2 separate regions of the Hordeum vulgare genome follow, and region 2 is linked to region 1. Evidence: chromatin contacts called from public Hi-C data. All regions are on one chromosome and are shown on one strand. The core of a region is the stretch at or near the end of the contact, and the rest is flanking DNA. Distances in the headings are between cores, read along the strand shown. Region 1 holds the start of LOC123398209 (F-box/LRR-repeat protein 14-like). Region 2 holds the start of LOC123398381 (protein SENSITIVITY TO RED LIGHT REDUCED 1).

Region 1 (5,575 bases), core at 2,506-5,005:
ACGAGCTGTCTTGTTACTAAAATAAAAGATTCGCAATTTCAATATCTTTGTACTAGACTGATGAACCAAACAAACGCATGAATCTCGATATCTCATCTCTCGAATGGTGCTCTAATTTGTGCTATTTTCGTACACTCAACATATATACTATTGATAGATAACTACCCCAAGAAGGTAAGAACAAAACGTTGTTGAGTGCTGGACGTCCAGAGCAAAGACAACTATGTTATAGGCCTTCAGTAGTTTCAGTTGTTCCTCAACTTCAGGTCGTCTTGGAATCTAAACATCCACAATTATGCTACAACTTTGTACAATGATATAAGACGTTCTACAGCGTCGTCTTACATTAGTTTACAGAGGGATTAGGAACTAGCACTGTTCTTTTGAGAAGCAATCAGTATCTTGGGAATTATTACTACATTGATCCATAACAAAATTGGCATGCAAACATAGCAGGCATATATATATATATATATAACGCTTAAAATCACTTCCACGATAAAACGCTTAAATAATACAGATAAGACCAAACGGTCATACAGTGCCTCCATAGCAAAAAACAGGGAATATTGGGGCCAACTAATGCCGGTCTCGAAACATCTACCAGGCTTACAGTTGACAGTAATCCACAAGTAGTGCCTACTATTAAAGTTTCATTCACTAGAGACCATCCAAAGATCATCATTAGAGCATCATAAAGGAAAGTCATTGCAGTAAAGCTAGAAGGCAACAAAAATTTCAGAGAGGTGAATCTGGGTCGGATGATGGCACAGCCTTGTTCAATGATGCACACTGAACAACCTAATGGCTTCAGCAGCAAATTCATAGTGAAAATTTTGGTGACCACTTCATCAATATACGCCAAGACCAATTCTCTTCCTAACGGCATCTAAATAGTTGCTGGAGTAGTGAACTGACTTGGCAACACCCTGCGCAGCTTGCATAGAGACCTCACCACAATAGTCAATGACCAAAGAGTCTAACTTATGTGCACGCCTCAGTTCAGCCACTCCAACATCAGTAATGTAATGACACAACTGAAGTGTGAGATTACTCAAGCATGGGGTGTGCGCAATGAAGCGCATCCCAGCATCAGTTACCGCATGACACAATATAAGCTCCAGTGTCTCCAGATGTGGTGAGGATGAGAGGGCCTTCATCCCCTCGTCATCAAAGAAGTTGGCGTTGTTGAGCACGAGAACACGAATTGGACAGGACTGAATGAGCACCAGAAAACCCTGCTGTGTGAATCCTATTTCAGATGGCCAGTCAGGGGAACATCCTATAAAGTTGAGGTCTACCGTCTGAAGCATGCGACAGTTGAGGGCTAGAGCGTAAAGGCTGTTATCTGTAAATGACGTCCTGGTTTCACAGCCGACATCAGTAGAGTAGGGCTGCAGGTTGAGCCAAAGTGAGATGCTTTTAAGGTTGCTGCAGCTCCGAGATAACGTAATCATGTCATTGTCATTTAGGGCACAAACATACTCAAGGCACAGCTTCTCCAATGCTTTACATTTCCCTAGGACAACACGAAGTCCTGCTTCCGGCCAAGTTTTAATACGCGCCAACCTTAAATCCTTCAAACTCTCACAGCAGAAATCATACAAATCCATGTTGTGAGCATCGTACGAGGAGTCATAGACCACATCAGCTGTAAGACAATCATATCTTCCTCTTTTGCCCTCATATTCAAACTTCTCGAGCTTCATCCATCCTGAACCAAACTTTAGGACGTTATGATGATTGATTCCTTTGCAATTCTTCACTACAAGCTCTTCCAGCGATCCATCCCTACCAAGGTATTCCAGCCACTCTACACTGTCGATGTTCTCGCAACCAATAAGGTGGAGAGCAGATAGACTTGTGCAACCAACTGCAACCGAGAAAAGTCCAATTGAAGTTATTTGTGGTGTGGAGTTCAGCCTGAGAGACACCAATTTCTTGCAATAAGCTAAACAAGCAAGCCCAGAGTCATCGATGCGTGAGCAGAAGCTTAAGGTGAGGTCAATCAGCGAGGAACAGTGAGATGAAAGCACAGAAAGTCCTTTGTTGTCCAGCTGCTTTCCATGTCCAGGTATCCAACCAGAGTAGTCGATTTCCACTTTCCGCAGATTTGGGAACCGGGCGCACAATGATGTCAGTGCTTTTGTAGCGGTGCAAAGGCCGGAACCAACACGGATAGCACCCCTTTGATTCCCCTCTATCTGGTAGAGCTGCTTCGACACGAGGGAAAGAGAGTTCAGATCACTTGTCGCGGCGATCCTCTTGAGAATCTCTGTCATCAGAGCCTCCGGTAGGTCCTCCATCGAGCAACTTCAATTCAGCTGTACCAATCATCAGATAATGTATATCAAGGTTTAGAAAACAACCGAAAGAGCTGGACTCAAAATTATGATAAATTAGAATAATGCATGCATGGGAAGATAGATGGAGATCACACCGGCGACAGGCACTCATTATTACGAAGAATTCCAACTATTGATGGAGTTTGAGCATTTTCTGTATCCGTCCAAAACTTGTGTGTTCTTCACAAGCATGGAGATTTATAAAGTAGCTAGCACCTTATCTGTGTCTAGATTGTTAGAAAGAAAAAACGGCGCTATAGGCGGGCCATGTCATTAAATTAAACTAGCTACCACCATCAAGTAGGAGAGCTTGAATAATGAACTAACTAAGAGAGAATACAAAGAAACAAGCTAGATTAGACACAGGAAATTCCGCAAAGACCCACGTGCTGAATCTGAACCAACTTATTTGGAGGCACCTAATTAGTAACATGAAAACCAGAGCACACAAATTGAAATTAGTACTTGCAGCCCTTGCTTGGGCAGGAATGAAAGTAGGGACATCATTTTGCCACAGCCGATGAGTTCACAGGGTGCAGTTATTATTAATAGACAACGCCAATGTAATCCATGTTCCACTAGAAATATTAGTATTTGCTGCAACCCTAGGCTAGTACCCCCTGCGTCCGGAATTACTTGTCGTGGAAATGGATGTATCTAGATGTATTTTAGTTCTAGAAACATCCATTTCTGCGAGAAGTAATTCGGGGCGGAGAGAGTACTCAGCTGCAAAAAGCTTACTTTCTAGTCCCTTGGAGAATGGCTTGACAACAGTAACAAACTTTAGGTCCAACCAGGCACGCAGGGAGACTTATTAAAGCAGATAGCTAGGACCTTATCCGTGTCTAGATTGGTAGAAAGAAAAAAAAAAGACGCTACAGGCCACATCATGAAATCAAACTGCCGCAAAATTAAATACTAGCAAGCAGAGTCTGAACAATGAACTGACCAAGAGAATACAAAGAAACGCGCTGAATCTGAACCAACAACTGGTTTGGAGGTACCTAGCTAATTGATAGGAAAATTAGTTAGTGCGTACTCGTAGGCCTTGGTTGGGCAAGAAAGATAGTAGGGAAATCAACCATTTTGCCGATGAGTTGAGATCACATGGCAGGGCGCATCTAATATCTGTTCAACTAGAAATACTAGTCGTGCTATTTGCTGCAACCCTAGGCGAAATCCTTACTTTCTACTAGCACGACCTAGGAGAATGGCTTGATGGATGAGAATGGCTTGATGGATGAGGATGATACGATCTAGGACAAAAATAGAGGAAGGGGAACCAACACGACGAACAGGGGCGAGAAACGGCGGTACCCTCCTTGACCGGCCGCTGGACGTCGGAGGAGAGGAGAGGAGAGGAGGGTATCGCCGCCGCCGCTGGACCTCGGAGATGTCCGCAGCTGAGGAGAGGAGAGTGTAAACCCTACCCTACCTATAGTCTCACATGGGCTTCCCACACCCAGAATGGGCCCATGTACCCATTGAAATGTCTAGCAAATTTTACGCCTTTGTCTAAAAAAAAAAGCAAATTTTAAATATCCCCTAGAAAAAAGAAGAAAATTTTAACCTGTAAGAAAGCAATTTTAAAAAACAAATCCTGTAAGTATGCGTGACGAGAAATGTTCACATGAATCAAAATGAAATAAAGGTTTCCATAAATGTTACTCTGCATCAATAAGAGTTACCTCTTATTTCGGAAGGATTCTTACATGTGGAGGAAACGTTCATAGTAGTATAATCTTAAAGCGGTTTTTATGTTTTTGCACGTGTTCAAAAATAAGTGCTCATGTATCATGTATCTCTAAAAAATTCTTATTATTTTTAGAGGTAAATAGTAATAAGAAAGCTAAACATAAAATATAAGGATTAAAAACCAAAGTTAAGATTAGTAAAAAAATAGGAATATAGAAATAAAAGTAATAAAAGAATAAGGAAAAATAAGACGGTAGTCACTATTGCGCCAAGACCTGTGCGTTGCTGAAATGACCCATATATCATATAGAGTAGGAAAATATATGTTATAAATAGTCAAGGATTATTTGGTTTTGCTATTGCAAAAATGATTACTAGCATAGTTCGTAAAACACAGTGAGTGGCGCTCAAGCTGACGCCGCTAGTATGACGCCAATGGTAACGTGTCGCCACTGGCATCGGCTGACGACGCTGCTAGTAGAATAATGTTAGCGGCATCGCGCCCAAACGTCACTAGTAACTAACAAATTGAACTAAACATCGATGAAACGTTCTGAATTAGTGGTGTTGCACAACCATACTCGCCGTTAGTAAATAATATACTACTGACATGACAATTTTCACCCACACCACTAGTAAATGTTGACAATATTAGGGGGAAAATGCATTGTCACATTTTTCTCTAATTGACCATATTTTCCTTGAAGGCAAGTAGCACGATGATACATAGTGATAGTCTCAAATGTATCTACTCCTTCCATTTTCTTATACGAGGTCATCATATGAGTACACCCGTGGATCACACTTTAGGATAGTTTGTATGTTGAAGAGGTCTATGCATAGGCCGGTCGAAGCAACATATATTATCGAGATTGAGTATAGGGATTGATATATATGGGGTGAAGGGGAGAAGTTTATCTTAATGTTGTGGTTGGGTTTACGAACATGTTAGTATTTGTGGATGTGTGGTAATAAATCCAATCATAAGTATGGATAAAATATAAATACGGATAGTATATTAGCAGAGTCATGTCCCACATACAAAAATATAATGATGACGATTTGGTCTAAAAAGAAAATTAAATCTTAGTGATTCTTTAGCGATTTCGCTGGCATTCCACTTTTTAGCTTAATTCCAATTGGATTTATAGTGTAAATTCAGTTCTACTGATATCCTCATCGGTGTTTAATTTGTAATACCACTGATAGACTGCAATTCTCAGCGGGTTTACATTGTAATTTTCTGTGCTATTGTAATGCATTTGAACAGTTCTAGCATGACAATCCCTTAGACTGTTTGAACATTGGGATTCGGATTGGGTTGTGATTCCATTTATTCATTCTGTATTATTTCTAGTCATAGCACTGCCATGCTACTACACACTGACAACTAAAGTGTTTATTACACTATAATTCCAGTGTATTTTTTATCGTAATTACAGTAGTGTGCAATTTACAATGATTTACTCCAAATTTTCCAGTATTTTTAGTGTAACTTTATAGTGATATTTGGAGTGTAGCTTTTTTCCAATGAT
Region 2 (5,960 bases), core at 1,183-3,682, 170 kb after region 1:
TTGTATATATTGATATTTTTTAATATAAATTTGGTCAAATTTTGCAAAGTTTGACTTGACCGAAATCTAATACACGGAGTAAAAAGGACCGGAGGGAGTACTGCCTTACGGGTAACTGGGTAAGGTTCTGAGGGTATATAGAACATGCAAGTTATAGTGGAGCACCCATGACCAAAAAAAAAACAGTTAACCTCATGAGACATCGAAGCTTCCTGAAAATGATAGATGCAACACCACATTGAGAGTTTACTTTTAATTCAATGGTTTGCTGCCGGAAATCGGGGGATCATTCGATGTCTGAATTATGAGTGAGACAAGGATAAAACAATTGACATGGTTTCATTCTTCATCGGAAATCGAGATGAAGTAAACACCAGATTTTGCTAAGATACGAACTTTCAATCCTTCAATGCATCATCCTTGCAATGTGTGCAATGTTCTCCAACTAGGATCTGGAGGGCTGCAGATGGTGGCCTCCAACAGCTTTGACCAATGGAAAGGGTGGGCTCCCGTTATGTAAAGATCACATCTAATTTCCAGCCACATGTATAGAATGAGCCCAGGAGAGATTAGGTAAATTTAGCTGATAATTCAGAATATTATGGTGCTATGGCTCCTGGAAATAGAAAGATGAATAGATCCTGTGGGTTCTTAGGGATTTCTTTTGGTTATGTGAGGGGCAAAGCAATCTGCTTTTACCTTTCTCAATGTTATAAGACAGCAGGCTGCTCAGTGTTAACCTTAGATCATGTGTTATATTTCTCCTTGCATTCTGCAAGCTACAACATATAAAAAATGTCCAACGGAAGAAGCAGCCTTACAGGTTATGTTCTAGGGCAGAGTACCCATTTCCCGTATCAGAAAATCAACCGATAAACCTCACAGGACACTGGAAAATGGGTCACATCCAGTAATGTGGGGACTCAATGTCTAAATTCAGAAAGACAAATGTATGCCGCTTTCGTTCTTGTTTAATGCAAATCAAGATAAAGTAAACTCCAAATTTCGTTAAGATGCCAACTCTGAATCTTGGAATGCATATCTCTAATCAAGTAATACGATCATAGATTTACAGTGTTAAGTGACAACTCTGAATCTTTGAATTTGTCTCCAATCAAGTACTCCCTCCGTATCAAAATATAAGACATCTTTGTCTTATACTCATAGAATTGTCTGAATCTTGGAGTATTTTGGTAGAGACGTAGTAGTATATAATCATAGAATTACAGTGATAAATTTCATTAAGATGCCAACTCTGAATCTTTGAATATAATCTCCAATCAGGCAATACAGTCATAGAGTTACAGTGATAAATTATGCTCAGATGCTAACTCTGAATCTTTGAATATAATCTCCAATCAAGCAATACAATAATAGAATTACAGTGACAAATTATGCTCAGATGCTAACTATGAATCTGTGAATTCATCTCCAATCAAATACTAGTATACAATCACAGAATTGCAGTGATAAATTTTGTGAAGATGCCAACCCAGAATCTCCAAATGCATCTCGAATCAAGTACGTAATACACTGGGTTACAGTGATAATTTCTCGAAGGACAAAGCTTGGGAACTTATCTCCGTCCTCTGGCCGACGTCTTCGTCCACCTCGAAGAAATGCCAGCTCGTCTCGTTGAACGCACGGGCGAACCAGTCCTCATCGTCCACATCCCCGGCGTCGTCGATCCGCTGCTCCCACGCGAACCGCGCTGCCTTGAGAACAAGATTGGCCTTGGCGGCGGGCCCCGAGCGGTTCTCTTCCGCCTGCAGAGCGTACCGCCGGAAGCTGTTGCCGAGCACGCAGACGCGGCGGAGCTGAGCGCGGGGCTCCCAGTTGGCTCCGAGGAGCGCGTCGTAGAGCGACGCCTCGCAGTGGGGCATGTAGAAGAGGGTGGGCTCCTCCACGCGGCGGCCGCACCCGTCGTCGAGGCTCGGGACGGCGAAGCCGAGGGCGACGGCGACGGCGCACTCGACGGCGGAGAGGACGGGGTCGAAGAGGTCGGCCGTGGCGGAGGCGCTCGCGAGGAGGTCCCGGCGGAGGAGGGCGGCGAGCGCGAGCTGGAGGCGCGCGGCCGGGGAGGACTCGAAGCTGCCGACGCCGAGGAGGGAGAGGCGGGAGGGGGCGAGCGAGGCGAGACGGCGACGGAGCGGGGAGTCGGGGAGGAGGAGGCGGCGGTAGAGGCGGGAGGCCTCGATCCGGGAGATCGCGGCGCGGGCGCGGTCGAGGAGGCGGGAGACGCGGGTCGGGTCGAGGGATGGGTCGGAGGGCGACCACGGGATCGGGGTCAACGGGAGCGGCGGCGGGGCGTCGAGGTGGGAGGTGGTGACCGTGGCGTTTCCCCTGCGGCGGCCGCGCCGTCGGACGACGGTCCAGTCGGCAGCAGCTGCGACCGCGACCGCGGCGGCGGCGGCCATGGGTTGGGGGTTGGGCGGACTGGACTGGGTTGGGGGTTGGGGGTCGAGAAGAAGGTGGTGGATGGAGGCCGTCTGATGGCGAGACTGGACGGTCCAGATACTCGAGACGGGCCGATTAGTGTGCGAGGAAAGTCTGATTTAAACTTCGAGGTTGTAGTCTTCGTCCTAAATGAACCTTTCCCTTTCTATCCCTAAAGTTTTTGAAACGAAGACGCTTGGAACGTCCAACTTTAAAGTTATTAAGTATTATAAAACACAAAGTTCAAGATCACTCATAACGACAGTAAAGGTCACTGAGCTAAGCCAAAATAAAGAGACAAGGAAACATAAAATAAATGCACTAGAGCACCAGATCCTTCCTCCCGACGCCATACTAGAACTCCAAAGGTGAAGATCAGCTATGAAGAATGTCGAGCAAGCGAAAGGATGTTGCGGATCCTTTCCATGGTAGCTCCCATGTGCTCAGCATCTCGATGCTTCCCCAACGGTGTCCACATCTGTAGAAACAGATGACATTTAAAAATAACATCAACTGGGTGGAATGGAAAACCTTTTCTCGATTGTAATTTTGTTCCGGAACCTCTAAAGTTTATACTATGTCCTTTGTAATCCCGATCGTTTTCAACCCTAAGCCTTATCGTCATATAATGTCTTATGCTAAAGTGACAATTCCTTCACAATGTAAAGTATGGATCAAGAACCTTATTGAGAATTAGCAACCAACAGTCTTTAGTAATTGAAGCAATTGCAATTTATCATAACATCGAGAAGAGTCAAATGAGAGCTTGTAAAGCAAATCCACATACTCAATCATCTTTTAGTGTTCTACAAATGCTAAAACTCACGTGGTACTCATTAGATCAAAATTTCAGTTGGACATAGAGAAAGATAGGGGCTTATAGTTTCCCCTCCCAACTACTTATTTCAAGGGTAATGTCAACAATAATAATTCATGAGTACTTACTTCCAAGTTGACATATGAGTATAGATCTTTCTCTAGCACATGACGTTAGCCAAGATAATGGCGAAATAAGGAATTGGTGTCGATCACCACGACTCTTTTTATGATAAAAGGTAAAGGTACAAGATAGGCCCTTCGCAGAGGGAAGCAGATGTTGTCATGCGCTTCTGAGGTTTGGATGTGTTCTCTCTTAGTGTGGAGAAACGTCACTTTATATTGCCTCCTGTGATAAAGAACTTTATTATGTAGTATGTCGCTTTTATGTCTTCCTCATCACAGATTCGTACAAAGCTTATTTTCCACACACTAATAGGTCATACATATTTAGGGAGCAATTTTTGTTGCTTGCACCGATGACAACTTACTTGAGGGATCTTATTCAATCCATAGGTAGGTATGGTGGACTCTCATGGCAAAACTGGGTTGAAGGTTTATGGATGCACAAGTAGTATCTCTACTTAGTGCGGAAGTTTTGGCTGATAAGAGGTGAAAGCAAGCGTCACATGCTAAGGGATCTCTAGTCATATAACATTTTTCGGAACCAAGCAAACATAATTCATCTTCCTTGTCCAACATCTACTTCTAAGCATGTAATAGTTTAATGAGTGTTCACAATCATAGATGGTGCCCAAGATGATATAATTATATGGGAACCTCTCTTTCTTTATTACTTCCTGTTAATTGCAACAATGACCAATGTCTACGTTTGTCCACCAGCAACAAGTTTCAATCAACATTCTTCTTATATGTGAAGTCATCACTTCCCATAAGATCATTACATGATCTTTCATGCTATTGTTCATTATTATTCTTTTCTTTAGATCATGGCATGAGGCAAGGCCCTTAACTAAAATACTCTTTATTATATGATTCATGAACTCGATTACATTGGGGGTGACACAAAGCAAAACTCAAGCCTAGAACATACTAAGAGCTTTATTCTACCAGAAAAAAATAAAATCAAAAAGGATCGAACTAAGAAAAAGGTAAAAGCAAAAGATGTGATGGTGATACGATACCGGGGCAAATCCCCCAAGCTTGGCACAAGCCAAGGGGAGTGCCCATACCCGTGCTTAATTGTCTTCCTTCAAAGGTGATGGTGGTGGAGTTGTTGCAATATGGGGTTGATTCTCTGTCTTCCAAGGCATAGGTGCTCCATCATGGAAAGATGATCGAGTCTCCGGAATCCTCAAATCTGCAGCCAACCGTATTGATTTAAATCTATACTCATACTCACAATTTTGGTTCTGCGGGTCATAGATATGGGCTTGGAGGTGATCAATTCTGTCATAGAGCCTGGAGAGGTGCTTCCCGATGACATTGGCATCGATCTTGTGCTTGTTGGTGAACTCCGTGATCATCATGTGGTTGGCTTTGAGTCCGCGTTCCACCATCCCTTGGCACTTGAAGACTTGCTGCTCCATTGCTTCGAGCCTCGCCTCCATGCTTCCGGTCTTCTTGGGCCCCTCAACATCATGGATGTGCATCACCCCCTCATGCATCTCGATAGATTGAGGGTGTTGCGGCACTCCCGCGAGGTAGGGATTGATGACCTTCTCGAAGAACTTGTCCTTCGGAACTTTTGGGGACGTCATAGCAATCTAGATCTGTGTGCACAGTAGCTCGAAACGAAAATAGAGGAGATTTGCGTGATACAAGGATCAGACTTTCCGGGAGAAAATATAATGATTTTTTCCCGAGCAAAAGGAGTACTCTGCAAGAAAACGGAGTCCGGGAGGCATACGAGGTGCCCACAAGCCACCCAGGCCCGACCAGGGGGGTAGGTCGGGCCTGGCAGGCTTGTCGCCTCCTCGTGCGCTTTCCGGACTACTTTAATTTTTTCTATTTTTCTAAAAATTCCAAAACGGAGAAAAAATGCTACTGGAAAAGTTTTGGAGTCGGTTTACTTACCGAATAACATACCTCTTCATTTTCGGAGTCTAAAACAGGCTGATAAATATCCCTTATGTACTCCTCCGGAGTTATGGTATTAATAATATTGCTTTCAACATTTACGGGAGTACATGAGATATAATGCTTGACTCTTTGCCCATTTACAACTCTCGGAAAATTACCTTCCGTGTTGTTGATCTTTATGGCACCGGAACGATATACTTCCTCAACAATGTAAGGACCTTCGCATTTAGAGAGAAGCTTGCCTGCAAAAATCTTGAACGAGAATTGTATAGCAAGACATAATCACCTACATTGAACTCACGTTTCTGTATCCTTTTATCATGCCACCTCTTAACTTTTTCTTTGAACAACTTGTCATTTTCATATGCCTGAGTTCTCCATTCATCGAGTGAGCTAATGTCAAATAACCTCTTCTCACCAGCAAGTTTGAAATCAAAGTTGAGCTCTTTGATTGCCCAATAAGCCTTATGCTCTAGCTCAAGAGGTAAATGACATGCTTTACCGTAAACCATTTTGTATGGAGACATGCCCATGGGATTCTTATAAGCAGTTCTATAAGCCCACAGTGCATCATCAAGCTTCTTAGACCAATTCTTCCTAGACCTATTAACAATCTTTTGCAAAATTAGTTTAATCTCTCTATTACTTAGCTCTACTTGACCACT

Evidence for each region. A called contact is a pair of places that touch in the nucleus more often than the background predicts.
Region 2: a Hi-C map of seedling shows a contact between it and region 1, with 1.8 times the contacts expected there. The contact joins the promoter of LOC123398381 here to the promoter of LOC123398209 in region 1. A contact is called at or near these places in 1 of 6 Hi-C or Micro-C datasets (seedling) and 1 of 1 datasets of contacts at active chromatin or transcription factors (embryo).

What each region holds. Positions count from the first base shown.
Region 1 is chr1H:26,475,920-26,481,494 of MorexV3_pseudomolecules_assembly, forward strand. LOC123398209 (F-box/LRR-repeat protein 14-like) reads right to left here and starts at 3,756. Exons shown (of 2, transcript XM_045092738.1): 1 at 3,663-3,756; 2 at 477-2,324. The coding sequence starts at 2,306. The coding sequence ends at 852.
Region 2 is chr1H:26,647,206-26,653,165 of MorexV3_pseudomolecules_assembly, forward strand. It overlaps LOC123398381 (protein SENSITIVITY TO RED LIGHT REDUCED 1), which reads right to left and starts at 2,433. Exons shown (of 1, transcript XM_045092888.1): 1 at 1,242-2,433. The coding sequence starts at 2,417. The coding sequence ends at 1,539.